2 separate regions of the Oncorhynchus mykiss genome follow, and region 2 is linked to region 1. Evidence: chromatin contacts called from public Hi-C data. All regions are on one chromosome and are shown on one strand. The core of a region is the stretch at or near the end of the contact, and the rest is flanking DNA. Distances in the headings are between cores, read along the strand shown. Region 1 holds the start of LOC101268922 (Smad7). Region 2 holds the start of LOC110523973 (CBP80/20-dependent translation initiation factor).

Region 1 (7,206 bases), core at 3,036-5,535:
GGTCCGCGTCCCGCGCCAGAGCCGCCCCCGCGGACAGACGCCCACCCAGACCCTCCCCTATAGGTCAAGGTTTTGCGGCCGGAGTCCGCACCTTTGGGGGGGGGTACTGTCACGTTCTGACCTCTATTTCTGTTTTGTATTTATTTAGTATGGTCAGGGCGTGAGTTGGGTGGGCAGTCTATGTTTGTTTTTCTATGTTTTGGGGCATTTCTATGTTTTCGGCCTAGTATGGTTCTCAATCAGAGGCAGGTGTCATTAGTTGTCTCTGATTGAGAATCATACTTAGGTAGCCTGGGTTTCACTGTGTGTTTGTGGGTGATTGTTCCTGTCACTGTGTTTGTTGTCACAGGATAGGACTGTTTTGCGTTTTCACATTTCTTGTTTTTGTTAGTTTGTTCATGTGTAGTGATTTATTAAAACATGAATAACCACCACGCTGCGCTTTGGTCCGCTTCTCTTCCTCCTACAGACGAACGCCCTTACAATGTGAAATGTCAGAGTAATAGTAGCGAGAATGATTTATTTCAGCTTTTATTTCTTTCATCACATTCCCAGTGGGTCAGAAGTTTACATACACTCAATTAGTATTTAGTAGCATTGCCTTTAAATTGTTTAACTTGGGTCAAACGTTTTGGGTAGCCTTCCACAAGCTTTCCACAGTAAGTTGGGTGAATTCTGACAGAGCTGGTGTAACTGAGTCCATTTGGAAGACCCATTTGCGACCAAGCTTCACTCTTCCTGACTGATGTATTGAGATGTTGCTTCATTTTCTTACCTCATGATGCCATCTATTTTGTGAAGTGCACCAGTCCCTCCTGCAGCAAAGCCCCCCCCCCCCCCCCCCACAACATGATGCTGCCACCCCCGTGCTTCATGGTTGGGATGGTGTTCTTCAGCTTGCAAGTCCCCCCCCCCCCCCCCATTTTTCCTCCTAACATAACGGTGGTCATTACGGCCAAACAGTTCTATTTTTGTTTAATCAGACCATAGGACATTTCTCCAAAAAGTGCGATCTTTGTCCCCATGTACCGTTGCAAACCGTAGTCTGGCTTTTTTATGGTGGTTTTGGAGCAGTGGCTTCTTCCTTGCTGAGCGGCCTTTCAGCTTATGTCGACATAGGACTCATTTTACTGTGGATATAGATACTTCTGTACCTGTTTCCTCCAGCATCTTCACAAGGTCCTTTGCTGTTGTTCTGGGATTGATTTGCACTTGTCGCACCAAAGTACATTCATCTCTAGGAGACAGAATGCGTCTCCTTCCTGAGCGGTATGATGGCTGTGTGGTCCCATGGTGTTTATACCTGTGTACTATTGTTTGTACGGATGAACGTGGTACCTTCAGGCGTTTGGAAATTGCTCCCAAGGATGAATCAGACTTATGGAGGTCTATAATTGTTTTTTGGCTGATTTCTTGGCTGATTTCTTTTGATTATCCCATGATGTCAAGCAAACAGGCACTGAGTTTGAAGGTAGGACTTGAAATACATCCACAGGTACACCTCCAATTGACTCAAATGATGTCAATTAGCCTGTCCCAAGCTTCGTACATACATACATTCATACAGCCATGACATAATTTCTAGAATTTTCCAAGCTGTTTAAAGGCACAGTCAACTTAGTGTATGTAAACGTATGACCCACTGGAATTGTGATGCAGTGAATTATAAGTGAAATAATCTGTCTGTCTAAACCATTTTTTGAAAAATGCCTTGTCATGCACAAAGTAGGTGTCCTAACCGACTTGCCAAACTATAGTTTGTTAACAAGAAATGTGGGAGTGGTTGAAAAGCGAGTTTAATTGACTCCAACCTAAGTGTATGTAAACTTATGACTTCAACTGCATATACACACACACACACACACACACACACACACACTGAGTGTACAAAACATTAAGATTACCTTTCCAATATTGGGTTACTTACCCTTTCTGCTCGGGGGGCTAGTCACCCTACATAATTTTATTTTGTCAATTCGAAATAAAAAATGTATTGATAAAAATAATTCCTGTAAACTGGGTGAATCCACTTTTATTACTCAGAGCCAGGGAGAAAAACTGGATTCTACAAACTCTATGTTCTGAACTGTGGTTGTTTTTGGTGTAGATTACTTCCAGACTACCTTAAAAATGTTGCGTGCTGCTGCTGTTGGTTGAGTTTAAACTGATGTGCGGCGCCAGTGGGGAATCGGTGGAACAATGAGTCTGAGCCATTGACTGTTGGTGCCTGCCATCCTGAATAGAACACACATATCCCATCATCATTACCATCATCCACCCCATCCCAGTGCCCTGCAGCGACACTCACTGCCTTGCCTGACTGGCACCCACATTAACATAGTAGGCTACTGCTGCCTGCCTGCGTCTCCTCCCCTTATGTCTAGCACACAATTAGGCTACAGCAGACAGCATTCTTCAATTTACTCACACCGACCGACTCAGAGACAGACCTGTCTGTACAGCCAACGAGTCAGTTAAAGGGGACATATGTTGTCATTCCTTTTGGTAGAGATTTGTAGACTTTGGGGAGGGAAGGTAGTCTTCTGTCTCCTTTCCACACCCCAAGTATAGATAAATAGGAGTTGCATTCTCTTTATTCTGTAATTTGGATGATGTTTTACAATTAAGCTTCGGTCTCTCTTCTAAATAATTTTAGCTACATTGAATCAGATGGTAGGATCCCTATTAGTCTATACTATCAGGCTGGATGTATCAACAGGAAATGTTACACATTTCCCCAGCACAAGAAAGATATAAACTATAGGCTAGGCCCCATAGTTAGGTTTCCGGTCCCATTAGGCTACTGTAGGCTATTTCAAATGGTGGTGCTCCAGTCCAGACGATTAGCCTATGTTAATAGAATTATATTTGTCACATACACATATTTAGCAGATGTTATTGCGGGTGAAGTGAAATGCTTATAGGTTCCAATTTAAAATTTGATCTGATAATGTAGATGTGAAAGTAACCTACTCAGGCAAACTGAGATTAGCAAACTACTACTGTAGGCCTATAATCTGTTGATTGGCAACAGTCACCAGTCTCTGACAATGATAGACAGGGTAGACAACCCAAGTGTGGGATATTATCTAAGAAAAAATACAACAAAACGTTTTGTACAATAACAGTGAACTTGTCCATGATCAGTAGCCAAATGTGTAATAAATAAGTAGGTAACCTATGTCAGATGTATTTCACAGGGAAATAACTGTCACCAGAGGGAGGCAGTAGTTCGTTGAGACCATTCAGGGGAAAAAGGTTGAGACCGTGCAACTAGGTTACCCACCATTAAAGGGAAACATAATAATAATAATAGCCTAATAACAATAACAACAATATAATATATTACAATATATAATTATAATACAATATATTATAATACCAACAATATTATTGTGTTATGATCAATGTCAATCATAGTTAGCCTATTTATATTTATGCCCACTGCATTAATGTGATCACATGGCGCAAAGTAAATAAAAGTTAAAACAAATCATAATGTTTGGACAACTATTACCCTGAATCAACCCTTATCTCTCTTTCAGAGAGAGAGAGAGAGTGTGTGTTTCATTTATATAGTAAAATAGCCATTCTAGCTCCATACCCCCCCACCACGTGATATTTTCGCCTTGTTTTTATATTTTGTTACTTTGTAATTTCTGGAAATTGAAACTTTTCCTCACCCAACGAATTCTCTGTATGTAAGCTACTTGATCTCTTGTTTGCGCAAGACAATCATTTTTTTTAAGCGACAGGGTGTCTAGACAACCACGTGACGGGGCGCGCCAATGCGCACCGGAGGACACAGCTAAGAGCACAGAGAGTCAGAGAAAGAGAGAGCGAGTGAGAGAAGGCAAGGGCACTTGAGCTATCCGAGTCATTCGCAGACCTTTTCTGACGATCTCATCACTTCTTTGTCAAACTCCACTCGCTTTATTCCTCCGACTACAGAAATTCATTCCGAAAAGTGGCTGGATTAATTTACCAAGGGATATTTAGAAGATATATAGGCTGTAGGTAATTATTGTAATCAAGACTCTGTTCGGTATTCAATCGGAAACGCAACTACCTCTACTACTCGGGGTAGATTTCTGTCTGGCACCTCAGCGGCTCCAGTTTTGGATTTGCTCATTCGCTTTGGATCTGTTTTTGGAGGATCCTTTCCTTCTCTCGTAACATCTAAATCTATATTGGAAGATCACATCATGTGCAGACGGTTATGATATTTAGAAGATAGGGGATAAAAAAAACATAGACACCGGCCTTTGTTAAAGCCTTTTTGCTCTCGGATCAAGGGTTGTGTGGATTATTTTTTTTTCTAAAGAAAACGGGCGAGCTTCGTTTTTTTCTCGTGGATATAATAATTCTAGTATTTTACCAGGATATTTAGCCTATTGGCTCAGAATACCACAAAAAAAATCCTACTCATAACCATACGCGCAAAGTAATGTTACAATGTTTTTCTTTATACATAGCACACTGATGGAATGGAACGAATGTAGCATTTAATGTTCACAGTAGCCTAGCTCTACATTGTAACAATTTCTCTATGCTGCTATTTTGTATTCTAGATGCTCAGCGTTCCTACATTGACATTAAGATTTATGTTTCGATATAGCTGTGTATTAGCAGTAGGCCTATTATAGTGTTATAATAATACCGTTAAGGTGATGGTTAATTTCTCTTTACAGAGAAGGTTACTATCACGGCAGGAGCCTTGACATTTTTTTTTTTTTTGTGGGGTTTAGTTTTGAGAAAATTAGACTGGCGTATGCTACAGATTTTCTTTGCTTCTCCACCTCCCAGTTTCTCCATAATAATATCTCAGGCTGCTTGTCGTTGCCTGGACTCGGATCCCGGAATCTTCATGATTTGCGGACATCATGCTCGTTTTTTAGCCGGGAAACCCTCTTTTCGTCCCGCATGTTTAGGACCAAACGAACGGGGCTCGTCCGGCGACTCTGGAGGAGCCGTGCGCCCGTCGAGGGCGACGGGGAGACGGATACACGAACGCATGGATCCCGGGGTTGCTGTATGGGTAAATCGACGAAGGTTGCCGGGAAAACTAGCGCCGGAACGGAGGCTGAATTGAAAGCCCTGACCCACTCGATACTGAAAAAAATCAAAGAGAAACAATTAGAGGGGCTCTTGCAAGCGGTGGAGTCAAAGGGGGGTGCACGGAGCCCCTGCCTGCTCCTACCCAGCAAAGTGGACACCAAACTGGGTCAGCAGTCTTATTCCCTCCCCTTGCTGCTCTACAAAGTGTTTCGGTGGTCGGACCTCAGGCATTGCTCGGAATTAAAAAGGCTACCTTGCTGTGAATCCTATGGGAAAATTAACCCAGAACTCGTTTGCTGCAATCCTCACCACATGAGCAGGCTTTGTGAACTCGGTAAGTTAACATACACGGACCGTTAATGCTGTTTTTTTTTTATTTTTACAAAAAATAATAACATGAAGGGGGAAAAAACATCTGTTATTGCTAATTATATGCATGGTCTATCTGTTTCACTATTATATATTATATGGGCAAATTGATTGGCATGTCACTTTGCCAGACATGTTGACACAATTTACCGGTGGTGTCTATTGCAATAGCATAGGTCAGACTTGGTTGGTGTGACGTTAGAACAGTTTTATCAGCATCATCATGTCATGACCATATGGCAGAAGTCCCCCGTTTTATTATTTATCTATCTGGGATATAATACAAATCTAGATTTGCTTTGAATGACTCCTCGCAAGTAATGCAGAGATTACAAAGGTCAATGCAATTGTAATTACATTATGTCCAGTATATTATATTATGTCATCTCTTTATTGGTTTGGCAAAGCTTGGCCAAGTTATTGTTTTTTAATTGTATTTATATATTTGTTTTTGCTTTAAAATCTACGTGGAAACGCTTATAAAGAATTAAAAAAGGCCTATATGTTTATATTATGTTTATTATACCGAATGCAAGGCCTACTACACATGTTAAATGTGGTTTCCCAAGTTTTGTCTCGTAAAAAAAATCGAGTTGATTGTACTTTAATGTTTTCATGTCAGAAGTACTACTAACAACAGGCCTATAATATAACACACGAGACCTACACAAAGTTGAACTATTTTAAATGGCCTTTCACGTAGCCTTTCATGTAGACTATCTTGTGTATTTGACAGTCAGTCTGGACCAAGTTAGTTTGCTTGCAGCCAGCCCGGCAACGATTCCGATTGGAGTGTCCTGTTCTGTTGTGAGCCAAAAGAGAGCCGTATCTCTCCACAGCCTGAGTCGGAGCCTAGTCAGATAGTCGCCTGGAGGCTGGCGCCAGACGCCCCCTGTTTATCTCTCCACCAGATATCAAGGCAGCCTTGCTGCCTGCCCTGCCTCCAACCCTCACTGCTAACACAAACAGTTTTCCAAAAGAATGCAAACTGTTATCATAAGTTTCTCTCTTCCCCTGGACCCCTTTTCTCATGCCTTCTTTCATTTCGTTTTCAGAGTCTCCCCCTCCGCCTTATTCCCGATACCCAATGGACTTTCTTAAACCACCCGGTGAGTTTTATTATTACTTCTTTTTTCTTTAAAAAAGAAAGAGTCGTTTTTCAAGAATGTTTCTTGAATGTAGGCTACATATGTTGAGGTTTCTGGTTGTGTTTGTATTTTTCCAATGAGTATACCCACTGGGCACACACTGGTTTAATCAACGTTGTTTCCACTTCCTTTCTATGAAAATTATACTTACATTCCATTTGTAGAAATTAAAAAGGCACATTATAGGCCTATAACTTATTATAGGTTTTAAACATAAGTCATTACAACAACATTATACTTTTGCCCAGTCATTTCTAAACAATGTGTTATTATGACACTAGTGAAAAAGGAAGTCTCATACTAGCTCAAGTCATTCACACTATTAGGTGCATTGAGTTCTGCTCTGTGTGTATATGGAAATGCTCTTCGCTCTGTTTTGATTTATGATGGTAGTCAGACTGAGAGTGGCATGCCTGCCCGCGCCATGCAGCCCAGTGCCGATCAGGGCCCTGTAATAGAATGGCAGGTAGCCAAGGCCAGGGCCCATTCCAGACCGGCACCAGCTCTGTAGTGGCTGTCTGTCTGCACAAACTTTGGGCTGGAGGGGATGACCTAGCAGGACAGATAAACAGCATTGGCACCAGAGGACAGGGAGAGAGGAGACACACGCAGGGAGGTTACACACAAACAA
Region 2 (7,206 bases), core at 2,168-4,667, 270 kb after region 1:
TACCATTTGTTTTTCATATCCGTTTGACTATTGGATCTTCTTATAGGCACTTTAGTATTGCCAGCCTAATCTCTGGAGTTGATAGACTTGAAGTCATAAACAGCGCTGTGCATCACGTATGACTAAGAGCTGCTCGCAAATGCAGTAAAGTGCTGTTTGAATGAATGCCTACGAGCCTGCTGCTGCCTACCACCACTCAGTCAGACCGCTCTATCAAATATCAAATCATAGAATTAATTATAATAACACACAGAATTATGAGCCTTTGGTCCATTAATATGGTCAAATCCGGAAACGATCATTTCGAAAACAAAACGTTTACTCTTTCAGCGAAATACGGAACTATTACATATTTTGTTTAACGGGTGGCAACCATAAGTCTAAATATTGCTGTTACATTGCACAACCTTCAATGTTATGTCAGAATTATGTACAATTCTGGCTAATTAATTATGGTCTTTATTAGGAAGAAACAGTTCACAACGAGCCAGGTGGCCCAAACTGTTACATGTACCCTGACTCTGCTTGCACTGAACGCACGAGAAGTGACAATTTCCCAAGATCAAATTTCCTGCTAACATGCATTTATTTTAACTAAATATGCAGGTTTAAAAATATATACTTCTGTGTATTGATTTTAAGAAAGGCATTGATGTTTATGGTTAGGTGCATTTGTGCATCGAAAGTGCTTTTTTCGCAAATGCACTTTTGTTAAATCATCACCCGTTCGGCGAAGTTGAATTAGGCTGTGATTCGACGATAAATGAACAGGCACCGCATTGATTACATGCAAAGCAGGACAAGCTAGTTAACCTAGGAATATCATCAACCATGTGTAGTTAACTAGTGATTATGTGAAGATTGATTGTTTTTTATAAGATAAGTTTAATGCTAGCTAGCAACTTACCTTGGCTCATTGCAGCCACAAGGTCCTTTTGACGCTGCACTCGCGTAACAGGTGGTCAGCCTGCCACGCAGTTTCCTCATGGATTGCAATGTAATCGGCATCCAAAAAGCCTGATTACCAATTGTTATGAAAACTTGAAAATCGGCCCTAGTTAATCGGTTGACCTCTAGTGTGCACTATAATGGGGTGGGTTGTGCTGATAGACAGGCTTGATTCATGACAACAACCCAGATGGAATTGCCTATGATTAAAAAAAGTTATTTAATCTAACATATGCAGGTAATTCAAGATCGATATTTTGATGTGCAACCTATAGAATCCAGAATGATCAGATTTATTTTGGGTTCTTCAGAGATGGATTTGCCGACATCTTTGTGCATAGGCCCAGGCTATATTATTAGCCTTTTCACCGCCTAAGGAAGTGTGAACTCAAAACACTTAGCAGGTATGCCAACTAAATATGACATTGTTGCTAGATAGCCATGTAGACTAATTGATTAATTGATCAGTAAATGTAATGCCCTACAAAACTTTCCAGTGCTAGGTCTAGGCTACTTAAGTGAAAATGGAGAGCTCTGCGGGCACTTCAAAACCATACTACATAGCTTACTCTGGTTGTAAAGTGGTGCCATGAACCAATATACATTAAATACACACAGAAAGCTGTGACTGCTGTCTAACTAGATCAGTAGCTGCTTTGAAAACGTTATTTTTCCACAATTGCATTTTGAACAATTGTCATATGCTGGTCATATTGTCATATGAGTGAAGAGGGGCTTGCACACACAGCAGCCGACAATAAAACAGGGACAGGCAGATACTTTTATAGCAGGAATCATAATGCATAGGTTATTACTGTTGACCAGTGGTTTTCGAACAAACAGAACAAAATCCCCGAAAATTATGAGCTAAGCAAAAAACTTTGGTAAGAGGAGGGCAAGGTGAGTAGGTTAATTTTCAGTTTATTGTCCTAGCTTTATGTTAACACCCTAAGGTCGATGTCCACACCCCAGTGGAAATCTAATTTGCATAAGACTGTTAAGTGCCAAAGGGCACTTAATAAGAGCACATGTAAAATAAATATATATATATATGTTTGTATTCTCTCTCTTTTTTTTTTATCATGTGCTCTTATTAAGTGCCCTTTGGCACTTAACAGTCTTATGCAAATTCGATTTCCACTGGGGAAATATATAGTATGTATTATTATTATTTATTTTTTTGCCCTTATTAAGTGCCCTTTGGCAACAACAAAAAAATCAAAAGGAAGTTTGTTCTGAAGTGTCTGTCATACATACATACAATATATATATTGACAGACACTTCAGAACAAACTTCCTTTTGATTTTTTTTGTGTGTGTGTGTGGGGGGGGGGGGGGGGGGGGGGTGTCTACCTGTTATTCAGCGCGTTTGTATGGGCTAATACCAGTATGGCCAAATAAATATGGATCCTTTATTTTTTATATTTAGCTAAAATTCTAAGCCTAATTTCTGTTTGTGACAAAACAAGCAGTGTAGATAATCCGTGTACCATCTTAACCACTGAAATATATTTTCAATAACCAAAAATATAGTATTTTCAGGTGTTTGAAGCTGGTGTACAAAATCAAAAGTAAAAGACTCAAAAACTAAACTTAAGGAGAAGCGTAGAAAATGGCGCAAACAACAGATCTACCGCGTCTTAGACTTGCTTTCAATGACACAGATCTAGAACTACATTTATATGTGAACTTGCTCGGGTTGAACCAAAAAGTTCGATACTGCAGCGACCATAAGAATCGACTAGCTGTGTAGCTAGCTAGTTAGCAACTACTAACGTCTCCGCTGGGACAACACTTAGCAGATGGTTTGAGAGTAACACATGCTCGCTAGCTAATAATAACAACAACAACAACAAAAAAACGTATTTTCGATATGGAATCTTTTTCAGTGTGTTTTATTTTACCGGACGCGTGCCTCATGTTGACTATCAGAAAAAAAATAATGACCACACATCTGTCCGGCCTCGGGCGCCATCACGCTAGTTAACGTTACCTACGTTAGTTTAATTCATGCTCAAACCCCAACGTTGCCTACTGTCATAACTTTTAAGTTTACAAGCCAGTCACAGCTTTCTGTCGAGCCACAATCAGTTGAAATGTCTTTCATAATCATAATTTAGCCACACCATGTCTCAGGCAGCGAAAACATGCACAACATTGGATCTGATCACACACCGTACCTAGCTTTAGACCAACACTCAACTGGCAAACATTATTTCAGCTAGATAGCGAAAGTTAAAACCATTTACAGAAAACAATATCCTCACCCAGATATTGGATTCGGACGGCTGGGGAATCCGGGATCACCTCCTGATATTAAACCCACTGTGTCATGGGTATATTTCTCGAGAGAGAAACGTATTCGGAAGGAAAAGATTACGCTCCCAGACACACAAGCAGGGGAAACGCATGAATGTGACGTTTAGTCCGGTTTGCTCGCAGGACATGTGTACGTGGAGGCTTGGATTCTGGGAGCTGGAGTTCTAGTGAGACATCGCAGTCTTGTTGAAATGTATATATGTTGTAATGATACAGGCTTATACAGACATTTTAGAAGGATATATGAGGTTATTGGGGGACATTTGATGTGTTTTATTATTTCTGAAGTCAATTTCAGTATATTGATGTTTTTTATTGTCCCTGTGCTGTGTTTTATCTAGGCCTATTCTAATGCTATTACGGTACAAATTATCCACTGTTCAAATGTTTATTTAAATTTTATTTCATACAATTTATATTTTTGTGTTTAAATAGATTCGAAGGTACGGACCTTCTCATGCAACAGCCTGCGTTGTTATACAATAGACTGTACCATTTATTGTTATCTATAAATAAAATCAAACAACAACCATGTTTTAAGACAAGGAGTTTTTGCTTTGTTATGGTGTTAATTGATTTGAGCGCAGTGATGGGTTTTTATCTGTGTGTCCAACGAAGTAACTCAAGCAGAGAGAATCTCTTTGTGGTGTATGTAGCAAATGGCATGTATTGTATTTTTACTTAAGTCCACAAGTGACCCCTTGTGGGTACTGGATGAAATACAACTTTTGCAATCATGATTGTGCAACGACATTTTAATCAGGCAGTGTAAATGTATAGGTAACTGCCAAAGTAAAGGAAATACTTGAAATGGAGGATACAAAGGAAATTGAAAGCAGGTGCTTCCACACAGGTGTGTTTCCTAAGTTAATTAACATCCCACCATGCTTATTTATAAAAATGCCCAGTTGGCCACCATGGCTAGAAGAAGAGATCTCAGTGACTTGGCTAGAAGGGGTCTCAAAGGAGCATAGGGGTTTAATGTGTGTGTGTGTGTGTGTGTGTGTGTGTGTGTGTGTGTGTGTGTGTGTGTGTGTGTGTGTGTGTGTGTGTGTGTGTGTGTGTGTGTCTCAGTCACTAGATCTCAACCCAATTGATCACTTAGGTGAGATTCTGGAGTGGTGCCCGAGACAACGTTTTCCACCACCATCAACAAATCACCAAATAATTACATTTCTCGTGGAAGAATGGTGTAGTATCCCTCCAATAGAATTCCAGACACTTGTAAAATCTATGGCAAGGTTAATTGAAGCTGTTCTGGCTGCTCGTGGTGGCCCAACGCCCTATTTAGAAACGTTATGTTGTCCGCTGCAATGTAGCTTCTGGAATCATTCAACCAAACTGCTTTTATAGAATACTGAAACAGATTAAATTCACAGGTTGACTGGTCATCACATATTTTCATGAACCTCTGAATTTGTGACATTACCATATTTAGTGTGTAGACAGCACCTTATGCTTCCAGATGAGAGGAAGAAAAGTTGTGTAAAAAAAAAAAGATACAAGTAACATGTCTTACAGCCAAGGGAGATGGTGGGAAGGTGATGCTGGACAACTGTCTTTATGGGGAAGTCAGGTGTTTAATTTACTGCAAGGTGTCAGTCGATTTTAATATACAAATGGATCCAGAAAATACAAATACAAAATACAAAAGCTATATAAATCTGTCTATCAAACACTTTTAGAGTGAACTACAGCTATTAGATTTAGGCCTATAGAACCCCACAGTGGAGGTGTCATAATACCCATAAAACCTAGTGGTCAAACAGGAAAAAAACTGTTTTTCCACCATTGATTTTCCCATAGGGGATTTTAGAAACACTTCAAATATGGGCTGTGTTTTGTTTAAGCTGACCCTGGCGTGACATTTTGATAACCATGTAAATCTCTCTTGGACAAGGTGAGTTTTATTAACACGTCCGGCTCTATTTACTCTCAGTTTTAAAAATGCTAATGGCATCAAAGTAGACATCATGCAAAACTACAAATCCCTGCAAGCCCCTGCACATCATCTCTAGCTGACACCTTTGCTATCAATTGACAGAATTGTCCATTTAAAGAAATGTAGCCTATTTATTCATTACTACATTTAGCTAACATGGTATCAAATACATCAAACATATAGTTTCCAGGTCTTTGATGCCATTCCATTTGCTCCTTTCCGGCCATTATTATGAGCTGTTCTCCCCTCAGCAGCCTCCACTGGTATATCACAGATTTAAACTCATAACCATGGCATGACGTTCATAAATCCCTTGCCATAGAACAAAAAAGTGTATACAATTCATCAACTCAAAATATTACAAAGCTCAGTGCATACATATTCTCAAAATAACAAACAGGGAGAAACCCCTGAGCCAACATCAGAGCCTCCTAACTGGGTATGAACCAATGGGCGCGTTTGAGCAGATCACTTTAGTCAAGTCGGTGGCTGTCGTAGAAATGACCATCAAGGACTCAAAGTCGAAGTTAAATGAATAGATCTTTATTATTACCGGGAGAGGTTACAGCAAACTTAATACTCAAAGTACAAGTCTGTCAGAAGCTCTGAAGGGATGTTCTCCCTTCAGCAGTCTTTATGCTCATGCTCAAATTGATCATGACCTTGCACACATTGTTACTTTGGCCCAACGCCTAGAAACTATGTATTCCATTCCTTCTGTTCACCTATCAGTCCCCTCCCTGAGAGCAGTCACAGAACATCCTAACACAAAAACAAGAAACAATACGCTATATGTAGTCACACATTTTGGAGACACACAGAGGACAAAAAACATTTCCACTACACTCCCTCCTTTTATCCAAATATGTGATAACACATTTTTCTTTGACTTCTTAACATACATTCAGTCTATCATCAGGAGTGCATTTAGTAAATACTGATTCTTACATGTAATAGGCATAACAATAGACAAAAATCTGTCTTCATATTTGATCCTTTTTCCATTACCCTTTGCATTAGAAGGTTGCTATCGTTTAACAACCTAACTTAAAACCCTCAGGTACTTAATCAAGCATGGATACTAACTAATTATTGCATATTATCATCCATTATAGGGGGAAATGGGAGTTTCTGGAGAGACAGCAAGTTATCAGTATCACCTTCTTTAGTACATGACAGTTGCTGAGACTTGAGTTGCCAGGGAAGCACAAATGGCCTTACAACAACAAAGCAAAATGGTTAAACACATTAAACAAAATATTCCAGCTATCACCCACTGAGCTATCTGGGAGCCCCAAGCTCCAAAGAGGCCTTGCAGCCAACCAGTAAACACCCACTCTAATTTCCCAGAATGAGACTTTTCAACAGTGGCAATGTAGTTAGCAAGATCAGTCACATTTGATGACACATCTGGGACAAAATTCCAGCATTTATCGCCAGTACCTCCTTGACCAGACAATAAGTAGTTAAGTGCCTCCCTGTTTTGCAGGGTGACCTTGCTGAGTGCTTTCACTTCCTCGTTCAGAGCAATCAAGGTGTCTCTAGTAGCATTTTCCGTTTTCTCAACTTTAATAGTCAAATTTCGAATTTGATCTAAGGCACATGCAACTCCATTTTGGGGCAGCTAAACACCAGCGAATCGGGAGGAGGTTTGCACCTTAGTGGCATCTGCAAAGGATCGCTTATTAAAACGAGGGGTCGGCTAATGATATTCCCTGAACAGAACCCTCAATTCTGTTGCAGTTTTTCCAAGGACTCTCATGGCCGGCACCACAAACCCAACAATACACTTCCCTCCCAAATTAGGTGGTAAACTATAATAAGAAAATCGGCCACACAACCAATAGGTACCATTTGGGCCTCCTTGCAATATACAGTGCCTTGCGAAAGTATTCGGCCCCCTTGAACTTTGCGACCTTTTGCCACATTTCAGGCTTCAAACATAAAGATATAAAACTGTATTTTTTTGTGAAGAATCAACAACAAGTGGGACACAA

Evidence for each region. Hi-C and Micro-C count contacts between places; a contact is called where the count stands out from the background.
Region 2: a contact with region 1 is called in a Hi-C map of liver, with 4 times the contacts expected there. The contact joins the promoter of LOC110523973 here to the promoter of LOC101268922 in region 1. A contact is called at or near these places in 2 of 3 Hi-C or Micro-C datasets (blood and liver).

The regions. Positions count from the first base shown.
Region 1 is chr5:47,391,727-47,398,932 of USDA_OmykA_1.1, forward strand. LOC101268922 (Smad7) reads left to right here and starts at 4,286. Exons shown (of 4, transcript NM_001281336.1): 1 at 4,286-5,392; 2 at 6,483-6,536. The coding sequence starts at 4,924.
Region 2 is chr5:47,659,251-47,666,456 of USDA_OmykA_1.1, forward strand. LOC110523973 (CBP80/20-dependent translation initiation factor) reads right to left here and starts at 3,418. Exons shown (of 14, transcript XM_021603172.2): 1 at 3,216-3,418.